Regions from separate parts of the Mus musculus genome. Here regions 1 and 2 are each linked to region 3. A link is a contact called in public Micro-C and promoter capture Hi-C data. All regions are on one chromosome and are shown on one strand. Each heading gives the region's core, a stretch centred on a gene start, on an enhancer-like site or on the middle of the called end of the contact. The rest is flanking DNA. Distances are from core to core; before and after follow the strand shown. Region 1 holds the start of Ssr2 (signal sequence receptor, beta). Region 2 holds the start of Paqr6 (progestin and adipoQ receptor family member VI). Region 3 holds the start of Hcn3 (hyperpolarization-activated, cyclic nucleotide-gated K+ 3).

The links. Promoter capture Hi-C pulls out the DNA fragments that hold promoters and counts their contacts. Hi-C and Micro-C count contacts between places; a contact is called where the count stands out from the background.
Region 1: a contact with region 3 is called in a Micro-C map of embryonic stem cells, with 4 times the contacts expected there. The contact joins the promoter of Ssr2 here to the promoter of Hcn3 in region 3. A contact is called at or near these places in 4 of 39 promoter capture datasets (hippocampal neurons, liver and pre-B cells), 1 of 484 Hi-C or Micro-C datasets (embryonic stem cells), 2 of 115 datasets of contacts at active chromatin or transcription factors (astrocytes and embryonic limb bud) and 2 of 9 other capture datasets (liver and pancreatic islet).
Region 2: a promoter capture Hi-C map of hippocampal neurons shows a contact between it and region 3, with 2.8 times the contacts expected there. The contact joins the promoter of Paqr6 here to the promoter of Hcn3 in region 3. A contact is called at or near these places in 2 of 39 promoter capture datasets (hippocampal neurons and liver) and 1 of 9 other capture datasets (liver).

Annotation. Positions count from the first base shown.
Region 1 is chr3:88,577,475-88,581,637 of GRCm38.p6, reverse strand. Ssr2 (signal sequence receptor, beta) reads right to left here and starts at 2,030. Exons shown (of 6, transcript NM_001356317.1): 1 at 1,952-2,030; 2 at 1,604-1,758; 3 at 566-664. The coding sequence starts at 1,758.
Region 2 is chr3:88,363,110-88,367,330 of GRCm38.p6, reverse strand. It overlaps Paqr6 (progestin and adipoQ receptor family member VI), which reads right to left and starts at 2,742. Exons shown (of 8, transcript NM_198410.3): 1 at 2,708-2,742; 2 at 2,228-2,303; 3 at 1,529-1,656; 4 at 1,247-1,449; 5 at 1,045-1,171; 6 at 330-426; 7 at 1-112. The coding sequence starts at 2,278.
Region 3 is chr3:89,157,868-89,161,816 of GRCm38.p6, reverse strand. Hcn3 (hyperpolarization-activated, cyclic nucleotide-gated K+ 3) reads left to right here and starts at 1,660. Exons shown (of 8, transcript NM_008227.1): 1 at 1,660-2,032. The coding sequence starts at 1,758.

The DNA.
Region 1 (4,163 bases), core at 781-3,280, 580 kb after region 3:
GCAGGTGGATCTCTGTGAGTTTTGAGGACAGCCTGGTCTACACAGCAAGTTTCAGGACAGCCTGGATTATGCAGGAAAATCCTGCCTTGAAAAACCAAAACAACAACAATAATAGTAATAATAATAAAAATAAAATAAGAATAAATAATAATAACTTTCAAGTCAGAAAGCAGACACTAAGAGAAGATGCTAACGTGTTACCCGGGGTCTCCATGGTGACACCCCACTGAATCTGCTTTGAGAGCACCTGAGGTATAGAGCACTTCTTACCCAATGTGTGTGAATACCCAGGTCTGTCTCCAGCAGTGCAAAGAAAAAAAGCACATTCAATATCCATTCATAGCCACAGATACCTTTATATGCCTGCATCTCCCTAATGGAGCTTGGGAGATACAGACAGCCTTACAGCCTGAAGGAAGAAGGCACACTCACTCAGCTGATACTTCATCCTCCCCAGATATATGACAAGAAACAGACCACACATCCAGTCTGTTTGCAGCCCCCTTGATGTTTTCCAGGCAATGTTCCTCCCCCAGCCCTCACCACCCATTAAAAAAAAGGATACGGGGCAATCCGGTCCCATTTGACATTGAGCATACCGGAGACAATGCCGAAGTCTTCTGGAGGGAAGGAATCGTCAGATAATTCCACATCTAATGCAGCGCTGGAAAGCAGAGGAAATAAAGAGTGAGGGACAGGGCTGGCGAGATGGCTCAGCAGTTAAGAGCTCCGACTGCTCTGCCGAAGGTCCTGAGTTCAAATCCCAGCAACCACATGGTAGCTCACAACCATCTGTAATGAAATCTGATGCCCTCTTCTGGAGTGTCTGAAGACAGCTATAGTGTACTTACATATAGTAAATAAGAGTGAGGGACATAAAACTAAGGGAACTGACTGGAAAATCCACCTGCTGGTCAAAAGAAACCCCCATAGTAAGTTGGGCCTGTTTTGAAGAATCCAGATCAAGGCCTGGATTCTGTTGCTCAGAAGTGAATTGCCAAAGGTAATCTTGCTCTAATTCTAGACAGGGGAAGTAAGATATAAATGGAAAAATATATAAAAGGAAAGAACAACAAAAAAGTGCTCATAGGAGCCAGCAGTGGTGGCCCATGCCTTTAATCCCAGCACTCGGGAAGCAGTGTGAGAGACAGACAGATGTCTGTGAGTTTGAGGCCAGCCTGGTCTAAGAGTGGACTCTTCGACAGCCAGTTAAGAAACTCGGCCTTGAAAAACAACAAACAACAAAAAAAGTGATTGTAAGTGAAAGAAGAAAGCTGGGAGTCCGCACCCGAGGTAAGAGGACAGATGTACACTCTGTGTCTGCATTTCCTTTTTCACAAGCTGAATTTATCCCTGCCTTTGAAAGCCTTCTGAGACCCCAAAGTGGTTTCTTGTAATTCACCTAAGGATGTCTTCACCTTCAAAAAGCACCCGACAAAGGTAAGCCCTCTAGTATATTCATTCATTCATTCATTCACTCACTCACACACTGCACTCGATACTGGAGGACTCCAAAAGAGAATTCACTCCCCAACAAAACGTTCTCTATGCCCACGTGGAAACTCGGAATTCAGAAGGAAGCTGGCGAACTCTAGGCCGTTACCTGGAGCCGACGTTGTAGATGTTATACTGCAGGGTCAGGTCCCTCCCTTCCACAGCGTATCTGTTGAGCAATGATTTGGAGGCCAAAAGCCTGGCTCCTTCTTCTGCTTGACTGACGGCTAACAGAGCCAACACCACAACCGCCAGCAGCCTCATCTTTGGAAAAAAGCAAAGTGAGCAATCGACCCAAGCATGGGAAACACTGCCAGCCAGGCAGCCTGTGCGGCGCCACACTCCAGCCCCGCCGCCAGGTCCGCAGCCGCGAGCCCAAGCCACAGCAGTGTGTACCGCGCTGCCGGCCAGGCGGGGTCAGCGGGGACCCCAGCGCTCTTGCGTCTCCCAGACTCACCGTGAGCACCCCAAACGCCTCCCTGGGCCACAGACAACCGGAAAACAACGTCAGCCTCCGAAAGACCGGAAACGGATCTGACCGGAAACCCTGATGTCCCTTCCTGTGCCTTATGGATGTTGTAGTTCTGAAACAAGCCCCACCTTCCCCTTTATGGCGGCTGATACCCCAAAGGAGTTGAGTTACCTAGAGTCCTTGACTCTTTCCTGTGTGTCCTCCAATTTCTTCTCATTAATGCTTACCCCATGGAAAACCCCTCTGTTTAAACTAAAACGAAATAAGCTGCATAGGCACAATTTCAAAGTTCAAAGAGTCGCCGACTTTGTTTTAAGGCTGAAGTAGCTGATATAGCCTTTCCTTGAATTCTTAGATTTCCAAGCTGCTAGTCACTGCCTTATGTAATTAGCACTTTATAGAGACTTCAGACAACTAGTAAACAGGGCCAGAGAGACCCCTCGGCAGGTAAAGGCACTTGCCACCATGCCTGCCCACCTGAGTTTGAATCCTTGGACCCATTTAATAGGGCACCGACAAGTTCTCCTCTGAACTCTACATGTGCACACACACATGTGCATAAACACATGAACATGTAAACATGCTTATAGCACATGTGCAGGAGAGTTCTTCCACATCCCTTCTGTAGCACTCTTACATCCAGGATGGGTTTACTCTGCACCTGCTCTGTGCTCTGGCACTACTATAGATGCTGGTGGGGTGATGAGAGAACCTTCTCCCACTGCGCCTGGCTCTCCTGGGACAGACACCCTATGCTTCTTTTTTTTCTTCTTTTTTTGAGACTGGCCTAGAACTCACAAGAGATCCCTTGGCTTCTATTGTCTAAGTGAAACTAGGATTAAAGGCATGTGTCACCATGCCTGTTGTGTTTATAAAAAGATAAGGAGAGGAAATGTGTTTGGTGGATGTGTGGTAAGGTGTGGGGTTAGGGAATGCCACCGCGGGCTCATGCTGAGGCATCCCTTCCCCCCACCCCCAGGGACTAGCCACAGGACAGTATAGTATAGAATAGTTTATTCAGGGCATGGGAAGAGGAGCTGAGAGTTAGGAGAGAGAGAGAGAGAGGGAGAAGTAGAGGCTGGCCATCAGCTCATGGAAAGAAAGAGTGGAGAGAGAGAGAGAGAAAGAGAGAGACAGAGACAGAGAGAGAGAGAAAGAGAGAGAGAGAGGAGGGGCAAGCAGCCCCTTTTATAGTGAGTCAGGCACACCTGGCTGTTGCCAGGTAACTGTGGGGTGGAGCTTAAACAAAATGCTAACAATGCCTAACCCTTTGATTGACCTACCCCCCATTTTTTGTGGGGAGGGGGTTCTTTATATACCTGAACTCTATGTAGATCAGGCTGGTCTTGAACTCTGAGATCCACTTGCTTCTGCCTTCTGGTGCTGGGATTAAAGGTGTGCGCCATGGCTGCCTGGCTTGATTGACTTCTTACAACTATTTACTTTTTTTTTAGAATACTTTATTATTATGTGTTTGAGTGTTTTGCCTGCATGTACATATGTGCACCATGTGTATGCCCAGTGCTCGAGGAGGTCAGAAAAGACAGCTATCACCTGAGCTAGGAAAAAATCCAATTGCACTTCCTGCTTCCACGTGTTCGCTCTTTTGAGCTCGGTCTCTTGGTCAAGAATACAGGGTGAAGCCCTGTCTCTCAAAAAAACAAAAACCAAACTGTGATGGTTTGTATATCCTTGGACCAGGGAGTGGCACCATCTGAAGGTGTGGCCTTGTTGGAATAGGTATGACCTGGTTGGAATGGGTGTGTCACTGTGGGTGTGGGTATAAGATCCTCACCCTAGTTCCCTGGAAGTCAGTCTTCCACTCGAAGCCTTTGGATGAAGACATAGAACTCTCAGCTCCTCCTGTGCCAGGCCTGCCTGGATACTGCCATGCTCCCACCTTGATGATAATGGACTGAACCTCTGAACCTGTAAGCCAGCCCCAATTAAATGTTGTTTTTTTATAAGACTTGCCTTGGTCATCGTGTCTGGTCACAGCAGTAAAACCCTAACTAAGACACAAACCAAACAGAATAAAGTGTGCTTTGTCCAGACTCTTCAGTTGGAATGGTGATCTTTTTCTTTGAAGACCCAAACTTCTTATTTTTGGTTTTTCTGTGTAGCCTTGGCTGTCTGGAACTTGCCCTGGAGACCAGGCTGGCCTCAAATATACAAAGATCTACCTGCCTATGCCTTT
Region 2 (4,221 bases), core at 1,493-3,992, 800 kb after region 3:
GACGGGCTGCAAAAAGGAAGCCTGAGAGCAGAGCGCAGAGGAGGTGGTAACCATGGTTGGAGCTCAGCGCGTCCCGCCCACAGCTGTGGGCCCCGCCCCAACACAGCCGCAGCTGGTAAAAGAAAAGAGAGCTGCAGGGGAGAGTCTCGGGGAGAAGAAACAAAGGGCACATCTAGGATCTGGTGGGGAAAGGGATGCCCAGAGAGTGGACACCAGGAGCCTGCGCCCGGAGGGTAGGCAGAGAGCTGAGGTTAGAGACCGAGAGCCACCACGAGGTCAAGGTGGTAGGTAGAGCAAGGTCTGTCTGGGGAGAGTCCGGGTACCCTTACCCTGTAGAACAGTGGGAGGTTGTCAAACAAGAAGGGGTAGGCAAAGGCAGCCGTGCGGAGAGCCTTGCTGAACCCGGGGTATTCTAGCTCTGGGAACCTGAGGGGCAAGAAAAGCAGGTTGGTCTTCAGTGCTGGGTAGGTCAAGAAGAGGTTATCCGGGGCCAAAAGGGGTGAAGGACCACATTCAGAAGGCAGGTGTGTTGAGGCATGGCTGTGACCCCACTGGGAGGTAGAGGCAGGAAGAGCAGGTTCAAGACTGTCTCAGCCAGATGGTGGTGTGATGTGTGTGCCTGCGATCTCCTTTAGGTCCAGCACTTGGGAGGCAGAGGCAGGTGGCAGATCTCTGCGTTTGAGGCCAGCCTGATCTATAGAGTTCCAGAACTACACAGAGAAACTACAAAAAAAAGGGGGGGGGGTTGGGGACGGACAGGGTCTGGTGGGATAGCTCATCCTGTATGGTATCCACACAATAAATATATGTTTACATGTAATAAAAGGGAAAAAAATAAGAGAAGGACCTCAGGACGCAGGATCCCTGCCCCGTGTAAATGTCACATTTGTTAAGAGGACATAGATAGCATAAGTTGACCATAAAGGATAGCATACTGGCCAACAGGAATGCCTCCCTCGTACTGCATAGGGTACTGGGGTGGCTCAACAATAATGGGGTGAGCCCTGCCTACCCTTTCAGACACTGGGGATGCCCAGAACCCACCGCGAGTAGCAGGAGAGGCCGGTGCACAGGAAAGAGTTGAGCGCAGCAGCGGGCACGAAGAGCTGGTGTAGGCGGCTGTGCAGCCAGGAGGCCGGCATGGAGTAGGCGGCATAGGGGAAGGCGCAGCCTGTGGCGAGGTGCGAGCTGAGGCTTGAGGGCTCACCCTCTGCACCACCATCCAACCCCACTGCCCTCAGCTCACCCAGGCTGTAGAGGCTGAGCGCCCCGTAGTCCAGGAAGTAGCAGATGTGACGAGCACGAGGCGACATGGAGCTAAAGGTGTGCGCACAGCAGGATGCGAAGGGATAGAGGCAGGCGGGCAGTAGGAAGACCAGCAGCGGTAGGTGGTATGGGTCCGCGCGAAAGCCCGGGCTGCCTAACGCCAGGAGGCGCCACAGGAAGTACCTGCGCCAGGCACCTGCTCAGGCGCTGGGGCCGTAGTGCCCCTGCCCACCTGGCACCCGTCTGAACCTAATTCGCTCACCAGGTGGGCAGGAAGTGAGTCCAGATGTTGACCGTCTCATTAGTCATCTGGAAGGAGCTGAGAACACAGTCTAAGGCAGAGCTTGTGGGGCATCGGTAGCCAGACATGATGCCTTCTTCCCAAAACACCTGGGGGTGGTGGGGGAGCAGAGCAGTCATCATTAGCAGGCCTTTCCCCTCCATGAAGTGTCAGGTAGCCGGGCATAGTGGCTCATGCCTTTAATCCCAGCACTTGGGAGACAGAGGCAGGTGGGTCTCTGTGAGTTCGAGGCCAACCTGGTCTACAGAGTTCCAGGACAGCCAAGACTACACAGAGAAACCCTGTCTCGAGAAACAAAAAACAAAATAAGAGGTGTCTGGAAACACGATAGAAGATGCACTAGAGATTGCAGTGGTCCCAAGTCAAACACAACCCAACCTATTTCTTACCAGCCTTCCAAACCCACAGGGCAAACAACAGAACCAGAATATTGGGATTAAATAGGATGGGGGAATACACACACACAGGGTGTTCTGCAGATGGGGATTCTGAGAGGAGGGACGTTTAGGAATGTGAGTAGAGGTCACACGTTCTATACTGAAATTGAAACGTAAGAAAGTTAGCTTGCAGGAAGAACTTCCCAAATAGCTAATATGAGAAAAAGCTCTGCCCCAATGAGTTCTCTGAGGAAGGCGAGGTTGATGGATTGGGGCCCCTCACCCGGGGGACCTGATGGACTCGAAGGAGTTGAGGCATCTTGAGACTGAGCATGGTGGCCGGATACCTCCACGTTGACCTGGAGACAGAAGGTCAGGGATTGGCACCCATCCGGTTTCCTATGACCAGATTCAGACTAGAGTCAGCCACTCAGGTGGCCCCTTTCCCCTCCTGGTCCTAGCCTGGGGCATCCAGTCCTGCTTCAGAGGTCCTCAGTCTCTGCGGGTCTGCAGTGAAGGGCTCCCCAGCAGCGAGGCTGCCTCCTGTTAGTAACTCCATTTGCGCCTCGGCCAGAATCCTCAATCCAGGAGGCCCCACATAGAGGACTAAGACCTCCACACCCAAAATTGGTGCCCTCGAGGAAATTGCTAAAGAAGGGCAAGGAATTAGGGGGTGTCCTCCTTTTCTAGAGGATACCACTTGTGCCCTTGGGAATACTCAGAGCCCCTGCCCCTCCTGGGTCCCGTGCCCCTCAGCCCAGACCTGTTTGCCGCGTCCGGGTGGCCTCGGCTCCGCCTGCCCGCCCGCCTCTCAGCCGCCTCTCCCAGCACATTCCTTGGCACCGGCGGAGGGGCGGAGCGAATGAAGTGGGCGGGGCCACTGACCTGGACCGATAGGACCCTTTCTCCCATCTCAGACTAAAACTTCCCAGCAACTCCACCCTCTCTTCTTGCCTCTAGCTCCGCCCATTCTGGAGTCTTTCTAGGATCTAGGGGGCTTCACAACCAGTTTGTCCTCTGAGATGGGTTCTGAGGATCTTGCCCAGCTTAACAACACAAACCTGGTCCCCAGACCCTTCATCCCAAGTGAAGAGGAGGTGTAGGAGAGATGCCTGTGCTGAGTGTTGCCCAGCTGCCCCGGGAAAGGCTGAGCTGAACCGGGGAGAGGTCCCTCTGCCCTCAGCAGTAGGGTCTGGAGAGCTCTGCTGCAGTGAGGAGTGCGAGGCTGGGAAGGTGCTTCACTTCCATTTCCCCAGATGTGAGCTGCATTATTACCCCAGAGATTGACCACGCTCCCAGCCAGGCTGACTGGACTCCACAGGCAGAATCTGGTTCCTGCCACTCAGATTGACAGGGGAAAAAAGTGACTGAGGATGTGGGCCAGGCCTGGCAGAATGGAGAGACAGGAGAACAATCTTAGCCTTGTCTGCCTGTCATGGGGCAGCACGGGGTGGCCCAGCCCCATTAGCAGGCAGCTCACTTGGCCTCCTGCACACAGCCAGCCCTTCAGGGTGTGTCTGGACCCGCTTCACTGTGCTGTCTAGATCAGGCTAGGGGCCCAAGCTGGGATCTAATCTTCTTTGACCAGGACACCTGGCCTGAGTCTCCCACGATCTGAGGTTGCTAGCAGGAACTCCAAAACCAACTGCAGCTGCATCTCAAAAGCAATGCCTATTTTGCCCTTGGTGAATGTTGGCCCACCTGAGAAGGAAGGATGCACCAATCTAATTTACCTTGCCACCGTCTGAGTTGCCACCCCAGGATGGTAGGAATAAAGAACCTTGATTTCAAGCCTCACCCTTTATCCCTTCTGGAGGACATGACCCAGATGGGAACACCAAGCCAGCCCCAGACAGTAGATTCATCAAACACTTCTGCAAAACAGGTATGGTGCTTCCTGTGATCTCAACCTTGGAGAGATGGAAGGAACCACTGAAGTCTAAGGCTGGCTTGGCTATGTAGCAGTTTGGAAGCCTCCTTGAGTTTCCTAGAACTCAACTGCATGTGCTGGAGATACAGTTCCGTGGTACTGATGTGGAACTCAAGCACTGCTTCCAAAACACCCCAAAGGTACGGAGTGTTCCAGCCAGGACTGTGTGAGTGGAGGTGAGGGTGTAAATGTTACTCAACATGGATAAGGCTCGGACTCTCATGACAAAGGATACAGTGACTTACAGTCAACCAAAGGCAAACCTCACAGGCACCTCAGAGGGGGCAATGTAGGGTCACAAGCATCACTAAGTCTAGGTCTAACCATTAAGTCCCCTGTACTCTTAT
Region 3 (3,949 bases), core at 411-2,910:
CTCTGCAGGCACCAGGCACACACACATGGTTCATAGAACAGACATAGGAACAAACCCCTCAGACAGATAAAGTAAACAAATACAATTTATAAGTAATTGAAAGTTGCTGAGACTAAGTTCAAATTTTTAGTGATTGGTAAGTTTCACTAAGGAGCTTAAATGTATTTCTTTTTTCTTTCTTTCTTTCTCTCTTTCTTTCTTTCTTTCTTTCTTTCTTTCTTTCTTTCTTTCTTTCTCTTTTTTATTTTATGTATAATATAAAACCAGAAGAGGGCATCAGATCTCATTACAGATGGTTGTGAGCCATCATGTGGTTGCTGGGAATTGAACTCAGGACCTCTGGAAGAGCAGTCAGTGCTCTTAACCACTGAGCCATCTCTCCAGCCCTTAAATGTATTTCTAAAATGGAGACACTTGGAAGGACTTTAAGAAAACTGAACAGTGTCATGTGGATGTAGAAAGTGTACTTGGAGACTGAAACATGAATTTGTCTAGGAGAATTTGGTGAAGACTTCTTTTTTTCTTTTGAGACAGTCTCTTTATGTATCCCTGGTTGTCTTAGCACTTACAATATAGCCCAGGCTGGTGTCAAATTCACAGAGATCCACTTGCTTCTGCCTTCCAAGTACTGGGATTAAAAGACTGCAACACCAAGTCCAGCAGACTTTGAAAATTATTAAAAACTTCTGAGACCAGGTAGAGTGGCACACATTTGTAATCCCAGTGCTTGAAATTCAGAGGAAGATCAGAAGTTCAAGACCAGCCTGAGCTACAGCCCATGTCAAAAACAAAATGTAAACTTCTTGAAATAATTTAGTTGGAGATTATGACGGTTTATCTCAGGCAGTGGCTGTAAGAAGAGGAAAGAAGCTGGGTGGTGGTGGTGCATGCCTTTAGTCCCAGCACTTGGGAGGCAGAGGCAGGCGGGTTTCTGAGTTCGAGGCCAGCCTGGTCTACAAAGTGAGTTCCGGGACAGCCAGGGTTACACAGAGAAACCCTGTCTGAAACAAAACAAAACAAAACAAAACAAAACAAAAAAGTTGTTCTACACGTAAAGCTCAGAAAGGCATGTAGTATGGTATTTCCTTGGTTGTTGATCTGTTTATGGAGATGAACCATTGACTTAGCTAAGATTTCTGTGCTCAGTTTTGCATCCTCAGCATGCACTCAGTGAATGGTTTTGCTAAAGGTTGTCTTAATGAATTAGGAAACACATACTACAGAAAGCAGTTTAGAGGATCTCTGGCATAGCAAGACTCCTAGGAGAGTGCTGAGAAAGGACATGGTCAGAACAGATTCCCATTCTGTCCCTGACCCTCAGGAGGTCCCCAGGCTGCATATGCCCTAGTGAGTTTCCCGCCTCCAGAAGCAAGCTGAGCACTCCCACCACACAGACACACAGACACACACACAGACACAGACAGACAGACAGACAGACAGACAGACAGACACACACACACACACACACACACACACACACACACACAGCACCCACCCACCCTCAGGACCCCTAAGCCACGCCCTCTCGGGAAAGTGTGGGCAGCAGTTGTGCCAGCGGCCCGCCCCGCCCCGCCCCGCCCAGTCTCACGCAGCCCTCGCCAGGGGGCGCAGCTCTCGCACGTCTGTCGCCTGCACACGCCCCCTGTGCCCCGGGCGCACGCGGGTCGGAGCTCCCCTGCCTGGGCTGCTCTCCCAGAGACTTGCGCGCCCGCCATGGCCCTGGACCGGTTGGGGAGGCCCTACGAGTGAGGGCAATCATGGAGGAGGAGGCGCGGCCGGCGGCGGGGGCCGGCGAAGCGGCGACCCCTGCACGCGAGACGCCTCCTGCGGCTCCGGCCCAGGCCCGCGCGGCCTCAGGTGGGGTGCCGGAGTCTGCGCCCGAGCCGAAGAGGCGGCAGCTCGGGACGCTGCTGCAGCCGACGGTCAACAAGTTCTCTCTCCGGGTCTTCGGCAGCCACAAAGCAGTAGAAATCGAGCAGGAGAGGGTGAAGTCCGCCGGGGCCTGGATCATCCACCCCTACAGCGACTTCCGGTACGGGGGGCTCAACGGGGAGAGCGAGGGACACCAGTGCTACCGGCCGGGTGGAGTCACCTCCCCCAACCCAGCCTGGGAATTCCTAGGCGGGTTTCCCCGAGGTCCTCAGTGTTTTGTCAGGTTAGGGAAGCATAAGGGACAGCGAACATCAGGTAATCTCCGAGGACTTAGTGCACCCAATGCAGGAACCTCAATGACCACAGAGAGCATCGGAGTTTGGAAACCTTGCCTCTTTTCAGTACTGTTTTCTGGGGATGTGGGAAATTATATCATGCCCCAAAGCTTGGAGACCTGAGGAAGAAGCCTAGTTCCACTCTCTACCACGCTTTAACCACACACCGAGCACTTGCCCAGTTCAGTAGAACAGATCAGGGACGCTGGGAACGCTGGAGAAGAACAGGGGTCAGTCGGGTCCACAGCTCTGTTTGCTGTCCGTGGTGCTGAAGGCGGAATGCGGCTGGGCGGGGCGGGTACTCAGAAAGATTGGGAAGGAAAGCAGGGGCTCAGCCACCGCCCAGGTGTTTCCCGGAGAGAAAAGGGACAGAGAACTGGGATGTAGCCATTTCACTGTCCCCTTCAGGCTGTACGTCTACATCAAGGTCGCTAGGGGAGAAAATCAGCCCTGCCCTTGGGGACAGTGAAGGACAGCTTTCAGTTGAAGAAATGAGGTGTGTCTCTGGAGCTTGGAAACACAATCGGAGGCCCAGACAGTATCTTCCATTCTCAAACATTCACTCCCTGTAAATAGTCCCCTATTCTGCGTTGTTCTTTCCAGTCCTCTTTATTCTTTCGCTCTCACCTGCCTATCTGTTCTCCAGCAGATCCCCTCCCCTCCCCCAGTTCACCCTCAGACATATCCCCAGAAGCCATATCCCCCTCAGAGTTGTGTTGCTTCGCAGTCCTCTACCACATCACCCGCTGGGCTTGTGACTGCCTGTGAGTCAGGCTGTGAAGATGCTCTGATGGCGCGGCCAACCTTTCCTCCTCTCTCCCAGTGTCTCACAGTGCAAGATTTCTCCTCTGCAGCTGTGGAAGGGGAGGAAGAAACATCAGGGGTTTGTTGCTGAGTGAAAACATTCAAGTCTGAGGGGCATTCGGGGGTGGGTCTGGACTTGGGAACTAACAAGCTTTTTTGGAGGTTGAGAGGATTGATTTTTGCAATCAGAATCAGAAGGGACTGTGTTTAGGACTTACGCTGGGATTAGCCCTGAAACCGTCATGTGTGCTCCAGTGTTTTTTGTTTTTTGTTTTTTTCCTCTGAATGTTGTCCCCTGCTCCCCTCCTGACCTCATATCTACAGTTTCTTCTGAGGCAATGTAGCTTGTCCTTGCGCATCTTAGCACAGGTAGCCTGGAGGAGGGAAGGGGTGCATAGCTCAAGCCTCGATGCCTTGGGATCTCCCAGGGAATCCTCTATGTGCATAGCCCATCTGTGGAGGGGGATGGGCATCCCTGAAAGGCCCAGTTTAAATGAGTACAGGGTAGCCTCTTCCCGTCCCCACCCCCACCAAGGATGGCAGTTCCTCACCTACAGGAAATCATCATTCCTGTTCTCATGTTGGAGTGGGGATGATAGAGAAGGGAAGGACAGCCTAGACTAGAAATAGAGACCTGGAGACGGGAAAAGAATTTCCAGAAGTCTGGAGATAAAGAGATAAAGAGTGTATGCACCATAGCAACAGCTACAGTGTAGACAGCACTGCTGAGCCTGACAGCCCAGTGAGGTCAGCGCAGGCTCCCTAGTTTTAGAAAATTACAAAACAACCTTGGTGCTAGTATATGTGTGTGTGTGTGTGTGTGTGTCTGTGTGTGTGTGTGTGTGTGTGTGTGTGCGCGCATGTGAGTGTGTGTGCATAGGTGTGTTTGTAGCTGTGCTCACATTTACTTTTTGAAAAAAATGAGATTTATTGTATGG